Regions from separate parts of the Mus musculus genome. Here all the other regions are linked to region 2. A link is a contact called in public promoter capture Hi-C data. All regions are on one chromosome and are shown on one strand. Each heading gives the region's core, a stretch centred on a gene start, on an enhancer-like site or on the middle of the called end of the contact. The rest is flanking DNA. Distances are from core to core; before and after follow the strand shown.

Region 1 (2,700 bases), core at 29-2,528, 990 kb after region 2:
GCGGCTCTGACAAACACGCCCCAGTTACTTTCCATCTGGTGCCTCTTGGCAAGTTTTAGCTGGTGCAGAGAGAGTTGCCCTTCACCGGATTCTTTTACAGGCACCAACCAAACCCTCTCCTCTCCCACATTCCTCCATATATTCCCCTGAACACTGAGTACCAGGACTGTGGGGTCACTGAGTTTCAGAGCTGGAAGGAATAGATGTCCAGTCCACTTGTCTATGTTCCATACATGGGAAACCTGAGACTCAGAGGGGGCAAGCAACTCACCCAAGGCCACACAGCAAATTACTGCCAGGGTTAGGGTGGGCTCAGACTCCTGCCATCCATGTTCCTTTTCCTTCATAAGCACAGCAGCACAGCAGGGACCTTATCCAGGTCTGTGAAACAGAACATACATGACAGATCCACCATGTGATGTCACTCGGCTATTACTGTCACTTTAGGGAGGCTGGAAAGAACTCTTGAGGTGGTCTCAATCCCCCTCTCACATTTCCGAGACTCCCCCTTATAGACCTTCTCCCCCACAGGAGAGTCTCTGGCAGGCTGGGGCCACAGTGAACCCTGCATGCCTGCAGATGGCTGTAGGGCTATGGGGGCACACATTCCTGTCCCTTGAAAACCATCAGAGTCCCCTCTAAGCTCTGAACTGGGTGGGTCATGAGTCGGCTTCCAGATGCTGCTATGAGGAACACCAAGGAGGCAAGGCAGGTTGTTCAGGGCCCACTGTCAGAATTCACAGAAAGCCCGGGCTGTGGGTCGCCAGTCCACAGGGGTTGACATTCTCGAATTAGTGACTCACAGGTAGGGGCGCTGGAAAGAAGAGACAGGACGGACAGACACAGACGGCAGGCACAGACTGGAAGGTCCAGCCAGGGCCAGGCAGAGCCTCCCACTAAGCAGCCTTGTAACCCCCTTCACAACTTTTACAGGCGGCCAAGCAGTACAGAACAGGGAGGCACTCACTCACTCACTCACGTCTGTGTTTCCACAGAGGACATAGCCAGCTGCGGTTAGGCTCCCTCAGCCCTTCAAAGGCAAATGACACAGAGGGGGAGGGACAGGAGAAAAAGAGTGCTGGCTAGGGGCTGGTGGTGACTGAGGCTTGGGGTGGGGGGCTGGGGACCTGGGTGACAGTCATGGGCACTAGGATCTTGCAGGGGCCAGGTGTCCCCTGTAGCAGCCGGCAGCCAGGTCCACTGGTGTTTGACTGGGCGCTGTTAACACAGCCCTGGTACTGTATTGGGCCTAGTGACACTGGGGAGGCAGGCTCTGTTGCAGGACAGAGCATATTCCAGGCGGGGCAGGGAGGGGTGGACATGCAACAGGCTAAGCCCAGCATCCGGCCATGGCTCGCCCCACTTATCCTGTCCCAGGACTGAGCATGACACAAGGCTTGCCAGAGGGGGGGACAGTGAAGTCCTTATTCCTTATAAAGTGAGAACTGCGTGCTGAACCCGTCCCAGCTTGGTGGCTCGGCTCATTCATAGCAAAGGCATCTCTTTCAGCCCTTTTCAGCAAAGCCTTTCTCCACAGTAGAGGTGACATCATCTTTTGGTAAACACCGCCTTGAGGTCAATTTCCTTTGAACTTTCTGCTTCTGTTTAATCTGCCGAGCTTTGGGGAGCCGGGGTGGTGGTGGTGGCTGGCAACCCAGAGAAGGGCAAAGGTCCCCGGCTGAATCACAAGCCCAGCCAAGTTCAACTCCTGTCTGACGCTGCCACTCTCTGGCTGCTGAGGCTTGACCCATGCAGGCTGTGTCTTGAGAGTTTGTCTTGTGAAGTCACCGTTGTGGAAAGGAACCTGGAGAATGCAAAACCCTGCACCCTCCAATCCCAAGGACTTAGCAAAAGGCTCCTATGTGTCAGGTACCACACTGGTATAATGCGCATGCTCAGATTTACACATCTGCCATGTATGCACACATACACGGTGGCGCATGAACATATGTGCACATAAAACACACATACACACGCAGAGAGAGAGAGAGAGAGAGAGAGAGAGAGAGAGAGAGAGAGAGAGAGAGAGAGAGAGAGAGAGAGAGAGAGAGAATGCTGCAATCTGGTGGACAGGGCACTTTTGCACTCTCAAGTCAAATGTGTCCATAAACTAAGAATAAAGCCATTGGGATTGGTGCTAAGCTGAGGTCTGAGCTCAGCAGTAGAGGCCTGGGCTGGGTCTCAGAGCTCAGCACTTGCCTAGCATGTGTAAGTGCGAGAGTTCGGGTCCCAGCACTGAAAAGGCAAGTCTGCAATGGAGATTTCCGCTAGTGGGAAGCAGGCAGAGCAGATAGGATGTTCCAACGGAGGAAGAGCTGATGGGACAGGAAGTGGGAAGGTGGCCGATGAGAGCTATGCCCCAGAGCCCCAGGCTTCTCCCTGGTCAGTGAGAAAAATCCCTCTGCTCAACACAGTCACGGCAGAGCTGTAGGCAGCAGGACACAGAGCCAGGAGCTGACCAGTATGAACGGGTGGCTTCGAGGGCAAACATCATGAAATGGTACCACTTTAACTAATTTGGAGCTGTGACACTGTCATCCCTGGTTATGGTGTGGACAAAAGGCCACAAACACATCTGAAGTCAGTCTATCTGACAGTTGTTTGCTGAGATCTGATGAGCTCTAGCACTGGTTAGTTTCTGTGACTTAAAATACTTCAGTACAAGCCAGGCATGGTGGCGCACACCTTTAATCCCAGCAC
Region 2 (2,700 bases), core at 58-2,557:
AGAGCAAGCATACATACATGTAATACATGTATGTCTCTGTGTGTGCATGCATGCATATAGTGTGCACATGTTACTGTGTATGTATGCATACATGCATGTAATGTATGTATGTCTCTTTGTGTATGTGTGTGTGTGCATGCATGTAAAACATGTCTCTCTGTGTGTATGTATGTATGCATATATGGGTTGTACATATGTCTGTGTGTGCATGCATGCATGTAATGCACTATATCTCTGTGCATGCATACATATAGTACATGTATGTCTCTATGTATGTGCATGTATGCATGTAGTGCATGTATGTTTCTCTGTGTGCATACATGTAATGCACATGTCTCTGTGTGTGTGCGTGCATTCATGCAATGCATGTATTCTCTCTGTGTGTGTATGTGTGCGCATGCATGCACATGCTCTTTTAACTACTAAGCTATCTCTCCAGCATCCCACTGTGTAGCTTACTCTGGCCTTGAACTGCCTCAGTTTACTGAGTACCAGGATACAGGGACAAGCCTCTCCACCCGGCTCCCTAGAGCCATTAGAAAGCTCAGCACAGCAGGGCAGTGGTGGCACACGCCTTTAATCCTAGCACTTGGGAGGCAGAGGCAGGCGGATTTCTGAGTTCGAGGCCAGCCTGGTCTACAGAGTGAGTTCCAGGACAGTCAGGGCTATAGAAACCCTGTCTCAAAAAACAAAAACAAAACAAAACAAAACAAAAACAAAAAACTCAGCACACTAGGATCCAGGTTCCTCATAACTAGCTTGATACCCAGCGTTGCTTGGATTGGCCCTGGGCCTCTTTGATCTGGGTCCCAGATGCTATGGATACCACCACTTCCACCCCAACAGTCTCACTATTTCCCTGCATTCATAGCTGTGAGAGGCTCTGGGCTATACCTCTGCTTTCCCTGCCCCAACCCACTGTCTCCCTGGTGTCCCAAGGGAGCAGGAGTTGAAACCAGGACGGGGCTTTGTGCTTACTGCTGCCTGCTGAGTGTTGTCGCCTCTGGTGTCTCTTCAGGCATGGGACTTGGGAGAACCATCAAGTTTCCGCCTATGCAGTCTCTTTCGGTTGTGTGACATCTTTTTAGACTAGTGGTGTCCCTTCCACTGACACTAAACCTGCCGGGGAAAGCTTAGTATCTGCTGGCAGATCTTTTCTGTCCTTAAGCAGGACCAACACCTATATGGTCAGAGGGTGCTGTGCCAGGGTTCCTGGCTAGATTCTTTCTTGTGTGATCAGGACTGGCTTCCAGGAAAGTTCTGTTTACCAAGCCAACAGCTCTGTGGCTCCCTGGCACTGAGTGGTGGCCAGAGGGCACTGAAGCTTGTGTGACACTGCTGTCTTCCCCCACCCTGGGGTGCTGGAATTGGCTCCCCCTGGGGCCCAGAATGCTGGCATACTCTCTGTCCCCACCTACTCTCTCCCTATGGCCCAGGAGGCTCAGCTAGGAGGCTAAGATCAGCTTGTATTCCAGAGGTCAGTCTTCTGTTTCTGGGGAAGCCCCCGGTGAATCCCCCGCTCCCTGCCCGCAACATGTCTTGTCCCTGTGTGTTGGCATGGGCCTGCATGGTCCACTGGGTCCAGTATTGACCAGTTCTACCTCTAGGGAAACAAGGCTGGGGTTGCCCTGTGGACTTCTTCAATCAGACCTGGCAACCAGGAACCACCCATACTCATGGATTTCCTGGAAGCAACATAACTCAAGCCAAGGACCGGGCTGGTTTAGCAGAGATGGGCTGCAGGCCCTGAGTGACAGGGCTGCTGTGTCCCTGCTGTGTATTGCATGGCCCAGGCCTGGCCCCTGTCAGCTTAGATTCCCTGAGAAGCCCCTCCTATGAACCTCAGGAATGCTCAGACAGAACCCCCAGTCTGAGGGAGGAGATAGTTCCCTTCCTCATCCTGGGGATGCCCCACCCTGTAGAGACCATGCACCCTGCCTGTCTGAGGGTCAGACACTTCTGCTCTGTGTGTGTATGTGCACGTGTGTGTGCATGCATGTGTGTGTGAATGCATGTATGTGTGCGTATGCATGCACATGCATTTGTGTATTTGTGTGTGCATGTGCACATACATGCATGTGCATGCATTTGTGTGTGCATGCACTTGTGTGTATGTGTGCACACACTTGTGTATATGTGTATGTGCACATGCATGCATGTGCATGGTTTTGTGTGTGTGCATGCACTGTGTATGGATATGCTTGTGTGGAAGCTAGAGGACATCTTCGGATGTCATTCCTCAGGTTCTATCCTTTTTTTGTTTTCCCATTTGAGACAGTGCCTCTCACTGGTTTTGAAAATGAAGAGTAGCCAGAGAGTTCCAGGTCTCCGCCTCTGCAGTGGTGACGTTGTATTACACAGTATCATAGTAGCCTAGGGGGAAAACCCACAGAAGACAAAACTATAAAAGCACAGATGCTGGGGCTCAAACTTGGATCCTCACGCTTGCACGGTGCACACCCATGCTTGCACGGTGCACACCTCACTGCCTGAGCCGCCTGGCCAGCCCGTATCCTGGCGGGCTTTGTTGTATTGTTCAGTGGAGATCAGTGAGACTCCTGCCTGTGAGGAGCAAACCCAGTGGTGTGGAGTAGCTCTCCTCTGCTCTTCCCTGTCCTGCTTCTTAGAAGAAGAGACTCCTGCTCTGACTTCAGTCCACACTCCTTCCCGTCTCCTCCAGAGCGCTTGCTCTCTTGATTT
Region 3 (2,757 bases), core at 161-2,660, 890 kb after region 2:
ACAGGGTACCCTCAAAAGTCACCTCCAACTGTGCGTGAACAAGCCAGGCATTCCTTGCCCACTGGGTCCAGATAGATGTACCAAGGCTCAGGAGTTCCCAAAGACCCCACCCATCCCCAACCAGGATCATACTCAGGACAGATCCAGCTCTGGTGGGGAAAAAGTCAGCAGATACCCCGCCCACACAGGGTCTCTCTTCCCTGCCATTCTGCCATTCCCCCACCCCCCAAAGCAATGCCAGAAACAGAAGTCCCACAGGCCTCCCTCCACCCTCCCCAAGGCAGAGACCCACTGTGACCTCAGGCTCTTGGACCGTCTCCAGGTCCTGAGGAGGCAAGTTCAAAAATCACGTTGAGCCTGAGTTAAGTGGTTCCAAAACTAACAAGCTTTTCTCCCAGTGCGCTGTGTTTTTTTTCTTTTTGGCTAGTGATCTGTCCTGACTTAACAGGCACCCCTCCAGTGGCTTAGACGAAGATGGAGGCAGATCAGTTGGCAAGACTTAAGGCTTCCAGGACAGTGGTTTTCAACCTTCTGAAAGCTACAATTCTTTAATATAGTTCCTCAAGGTGTGGTGACCCCCGACCATAAAGTCATTGTCGTTGCTATTTTTTTTAAGGAATGTTTTTTGTTTTTTAAAGATTTATTTATTTATTATATGTAAGTAGACTGTAGCTGTCTTCAGACACTCCAGAAGAGGGAGTCAGATCTTGTTACGGATGGTTGTGAGCCACCATGTGGTTGCTGGGATTTGAACTCAGGACCTTCGGAAGAGCAGTCGGGTGCTCTTACCCACTAAGCCATCTCACCCGTTCCTACTTTTGTAACTATAATTTTGCTACTGTTGTGAATCTAATGTATTTTTGGAGATAGAGGTCTGTCAAAGGGGTAGCTACCGGAAGTATGAGAGCTCTAAGAGGATTCCTGAAGGCCTTTCTAGGCAGGACGGTTTTCCTCATTCATTCATTCATTCACTCATTCATTCATTCATTCATTCATTCATTCATTCATCCATCCATCTATGCAGTCAGCTAGGTTTGCCCAAAGCAACAACACAGGTTTACTCCGCCCACCAGGTGGTTTACTCTCCACAGGTTTCTGAGCTCAACCCGGATCTCAATCCTCCCGCTGTGGAGAGAGAGGAAGCACAGGGCAAGGTCTACACCCACCCAACTCATGCTTCCTGGCAACCTGGGCTAACCCGCTAAGGACGGGGCCAGGGCCTGAGCCAGAAAGCTCTTCTTCCTTGCAAGCTTCAGAGACCACGTCCCCTTCCCCCACCTAGTGGCAGGAGATGTCACGGTTTCCAGGAAGAACCTGAGCCAGCAAACTCAGCACTCTTGAGAGGAGGAGACCAGGTGAAAGAGGGCTTGGCTCCACCCTGTCCAAGGTTCAATAGTGCCATCCTCATTCATCAGAGTCCGACGTAACAGTCAAGTCTCCGCCGCTATCTCCAGGCTGCTTATGCCATAACCAAAGCTACGCCATCACCCTGCCTCTCCAGTGCCAGGGACCTGTTCTGAGGAGGACGCAGCTAAGCAACTTAGTCATCGTGAATGCGACAGAGAACGCCCACACAGAAACCTCCTGGACACAAGCCGATCCAAGGGGACCTCTTTCAACCAGGGGCTGCTGCAAAAGGGGTGGGCATGACACTGCCACACTACGATACATCTGTTACGATTGCACGGGTCCACCCAATGGGTGAGTGAGCCCGTGATTTTCTATATGGCAGAGTGGACTATGTTTTCTTTCTAATGTGTCACGGCGTAGACGGGAAGATCAAAAATCAACTAAGAGTCAGTCAGGTCTCTGCTTCTACTGCATGGATCCTGAGAACCAAGCTTGGGTCGTCAGGCTTGGCGGCGAGCGCCTTCGCCTGCTGAGCCAGCTTGCAGGCCCCAGCCCCAGACTTGAACATGAAAACCGGATTGAGGGAGACTCACCTTAAAACCACTTCTTCTACAATGAAGACTCAGATCCTCGGGAGCCCTTAGGCTCATTCCCCATCACACATTCCTTGCAGAAGCACAGCCGGCCCGTCCTTTCCTCAGACCTCCCATCACACTTGGATGTCCCTCACCGGTGGGTCCCCCACCCCACCCTCAGGTCTGAGGGGGCTTTCCATCATCTCAAAGCCAAGCAGGGGGATTTGGGCCAGAGCCTGAGCATCCGATCCGGAAGCAGCCTGTGTCCCTTCCAAGCAACCCCACACATAAGCGCCGGCAGAGAGCAAGCCTGGGAGTGTGAGGGTGTGAGAGCCGACAGCAGACCTTCAGGACTGAGCTTGTGGTCTGGACCTCCTGCTAGCTAAGTACCAGGTCAAGAAGTAAGTAGAGGTTATCTTGTTCCCTTCAGCTGCCTGTTTCCCAGTTGTAATCTGCAGCCTGATAAAGCAAATCCCCCTTATCACTCAATTAGGTGTAATTAAGGTAGCAGTGGAGGCTCCCGGGGAGAGGAAAGTACAGGCTCAGGGTGGGGCAGTCGACAGGAGCACTTCACCTTGATGCCCTGGAAGACACTGTAGCTCATCCCCTGAGCTCTGAGCACTGAGCAGAGTGAGGTGTGGACACTGTCCTTGTGTCCTTTCTAACGCCATGATAAAAGAGTCTGACAAGAAGCAACTTGGGGACAAAAAGGTTTCTGTTAGTTCACCACCCGGGTCTGTCACTGTAGGGAGACTTCAGAGGCAGGCGCTTGAGACAGCTGGTCACAGCCACAGTCAAGAGCAGAGAGAAGAGAACACATACGTGTTCAAGA
Region 4 (2,700 bases), core at 133-2,632, 940 kb after region 2:
CCATGAGATCCAACTGTAAGGCATTTTCTCAATTAGTGATCAAGGGGGAAAGGCCCCTTGTGGGTGGGACCATCTCTGGGCTGGTAGTCTTGGGTTCTATAAGAAAGCAGGCTGAGCAAGCCAGGGGAGGCAAGCCAGTAAAGAACATCCCTCCATGGCCTCTGCATCAGCTCCTGCTTCCTGACCTGCTTGAGTTCCAGTCCTGACTTCCTTTGGTGATGAACAGCAGTGTGGAAGTGTAAGATGAATAAACCCTTTCCGCCCCAACTTGCTTCTTGGTCATGATGCTTGTGCAGGAATAGAAGCCCTGACTAAGACAGTGTGCCCTGGGATGGCTACTTACCTGGAATCATTTCCCGTGACTACAGACCCCCACAGCCACCCTCTCTAACATGTACACACGTGTGGGTAAACCTACACAATGTCACACACGCTCAAATCCAGAATCTCAGAAAGGGAAGTCAGACCTGTCCCTGCTGAAAGCTAAGTTCTGCCTGCACTGTTCTTCTCCTGGGGTCCCTAACTTTTTTAAACACACTGCCAAGGCTGGAGGTGAGATTCGGCTTGATGGGAGATGAATCCTTGAAGCTAAGGACACTCAAGCCCACGAGCCCACTGCCAGCTCTACTATTCTCTGGCTAAGAAAAGGATTCTTTTTACATTTTTGTTACATTTCCAAGACTCAGTTTTTCCATCTGTGCAATGGGTTGAGACCAGCTTCCCCCACACTAGTAGCATGATGGTGGTGAAGAGACTTTGTCCGAAGGGACACATGGTGGCTCCTGGGAAGCCAAGTGGTGTTGGGTCTGAGGGGAGCCAGGCCTCTGAGGGCTCCTGTGCCCAGCCCTGCTTCTCTTCCACCCAGCCTCCCACCTGGAGTAGAGTCCTGGGCTCAGCTCACCCAAAGCTACAAAGCAGCCTTTGTCTGGGAAGAAACTCTAAACCGCAGCCCTGACGTCAGCGCTGGAAAACAACACCGAGCCAATGTTCAATGTCACCCCTCTGCCAAGGCCCAGGACAAGCCTTCCATGAGGTCCCAGGAGGCCACCTGCCTGTCCCCTGGGGCCCAGATGGAACCCTGTAATTGGACTCCTGACTCTCAATCCCAAGGAGAGGGCAAAGAACATGAGCCCATTTCTCAGCCTGGTAAAATGAGCTGAGTCCTCCAGGGAGCTCACCTCCCCTCAGAGCCAGCCCTGGGGCCAACAGGGCGGCTTCCACAACTCACAGAGAAGGGCCTGAGACATTCCAAGATCCAAGGGGAGGCAGGGACAGAGACACTCCCCCATTTCTGCCACCTGGCAGCCACAGCCTGTGCCCTGAATGCCAAGCCATGCCCTCTTGCCTGGTCACCCTGTAGACAGAGTCCTGGAGAGTAGGAAGGCCATGACCTCTTCGTCACCGGCCACACTAAGGAGAGGAAATGTCAGAACACAAAAGGCTGCTCTGCCTTGGGAATGGGAGGAAGTAGGCCAGTTCCCACCATGTGGGGGCTGGGGAGGGCCAAGGACAGAGTATTGCTAAGGGCCAGCACCGCTTGGCATCTGTCACACATTCTGTCACAGAACCCTGTGACAACCTATGTCCAAGGTGACATCCCCACTTCTCAGACAGAAAGACAGAGGCTGCCAGGGTGAAGGGGCATGAGGTGAACCCCAGTGGTTCGAGTCTAAGTCGGGGCTCCCACTCTGCGTGAAAGACCAACTCATGGGACCCCAAAGAAGACATGTGAGAGCAGTGTCTCTAAGTCCCCACAGTTTAACTGTGCCCTAAGGCTGGGGAAGGACCGCCGGCAAGTTGGAGGGCCTTGAACTTGGCACCAGGTGAACTTGGGTCACGGTCTGCAGAGCTCAGACCTCCGCTGCCCCGACCAAGTAAGTCCTGACACTTTCAGTATGTTGTCTTTAAAGACACTTGTATCCCAACTGCCAAGAAAAGTAAGATATTCAGAGGGAGGTGGGTACAAACGCAAAAGCACCCCCACTGGGCACACCCCAGGCAGAAAGAGGGGGCTCCGGGAAAATGACTTTGTAGGGTCAGAAAGTTCAACCAGCATCCCAAGCCACAACTCTGGTGCCTACCCTGGCCTAGGGGTCCTGTTGGTCTCTCCACCTGACTTCATTCTAAAGGAAACCAAGGCACAGAAAAGCAATGTCACTATGCGTGTGATTGGACGATCAGGACAGTGTCAATAGCCTAAGACCCCAAAGTGAGGCCAAGTCTGATTCAGTGCCGATGAGCCATGTGGGTGACCTTCCATGTCTCTTCTGTGGATGGAGTGAGAGTCCCACCAGCAGAGCCATCAACCTGGACATTCATCTGCCCAAAGGCCCAGGGAGGCCATGATACCCCTCTTCCTCCCAGCCTTGATCCCCTCATCCACACATATCCCATCAATGCCTCCATCTGCCCAGTGGTTTTGAACCTCCACCTTCAAGCTTACATTAGCTTCCCCGAGCCTTATCTCATGGCCTTCGAGGGAGCTCTGGGTCCAGCCCCTCCCTGTGTGACCTCGAGGTAGCTGTGTTTCCATAGGGACACAAGTGGGGCAAAGAGGAAACTCTGAAAACCAACTCTCTGGTCTTTCTCAAAAGATAGCAGGCACCAAGGCCCACTAGGGATGTGACTCAGTTGGTAGAGTATCTGCCCAACATGCATGAGGACCTGGGTTCGATCCCCAGCAACGCATAGACCAGATAT

Evidence for each region. Promoter capture Hi-C pulls out the DNA fragments that hold promoters and counts their contacts.
Region 1: a promoter capture Hi-C map of liver shows a contact between it and region 2, with 2.7 times the contacts expected there. The contact joins two enhancer-like sites. A contact is called at or near these places in 4 of 39 promoter capture datasets (HPC-7-derived erythroid cells, hippocampal neurons, liver and 1 more).
Region 3: a promoter capture Hi-C map of liver shows a contact between it and region 2, with 3 times the contacts expected there. The contact joins two enhancer-like sites. A contact is called at or near these places in 3 of 39 promoter capture datasets (the C10 cell line, hippocampal neurons and liver), 1 of 484 Hi-C or Micro-C datasets (the G1E-ER4 cell line), 1 of 115 datasets of contacts at active chromatin or transcription factors (astrocytes) and 1 of 9 other capture datasets (embryonic stem cells).
Region 4: a promoter capture Hi-C map of liver shows a contact between it and region 2, with 2.5 times the contacts expected there. The contact joins two enhancer-like sites. A contact is called at or near these places in 1 of 39 promoter capture datasets (liver), 1 of 484 Hi-C or Micro-C datasets (embryonic stem cells), 2 of 115 datasets of contacts at active chromatin or transcription factors (embryonic stem cells and pancreatic cancer cells) and 1 of 9 other capture datasets (embryonic stem cells).

What each region holds. Positions count from the first base shown.
Region 1 is chr4:139,534,204-139,536,903 of GRCm38.p6, reverse strand. It overlaps a transcript of Iffo2 not described here. Among named protein-coding and RNA genes, the nearest start is that of Iffo2, 39 kb to the left of the region's middle. Within about 2 kb of position 1,278, at least 97 of the 459 cell types and tissues checked have an H3K27ac peak or open chromatin away from gene starts, as enhancers often do. A contact at or near this core is called in liver, where this site is marked.
Region 2 is chr4:140,521,973-140,524,672 of GRCm38.p6, reverse strand. The region is part of intron 26 of Arhgef10l (Rho guanine nucleotide exchange factor (GEF) 10-like); the gene reads left to right. Among named protein-coding and RNA genes, the nearest start is that of Gm42335, 82 kb to the left of the region's middle. Within about 2 kb of position 1,307, at least 5 of the 459 cell types and tissues checked have an H3K27ac peak or open chromatin away from gene starts, as enhancers often do. A contact at or near this core is called in liver, where this site is marked.
Region 3 is chr4:139,628,929-139,631,685 of GRCm38.p6, reverse strand. All of the region lies in intron 1 of Aldh4a1 (aldehyde dehydrogenase 4 family, member A1), which reads right to left. Among named protein-coding and RNA genes, the nearest start is that of Aldh4a1, 7.4 kb to the right of the region's middle. Within about 2 kb of position 1,410, at least 15 of the 459 cell types and tissues checked have an H3K27ac peak or open chromatin away from gene starts, as enhancers often do. A contact at or near this core is called in liver, where this site is marked.
Region 4 is chr4:139,586,268-139,588,967 of GRCm38.p6, reverse strand. All of the region lies in intron 1 of Iffo2 (intermediate filament family orphan 2), which reads right to left. Among named protein-coding and RNA genes, the nearest start is that of Iffo2, 13 kb to the right of the region's middle. Within about 2 kb of position 1,382, at least 65 of the 459 cell types and tissues checked have an H3K27ac peak or open chromatin away from gene starts, as enhancers often do. A contact at or near this core is called in liver, where this site is marked.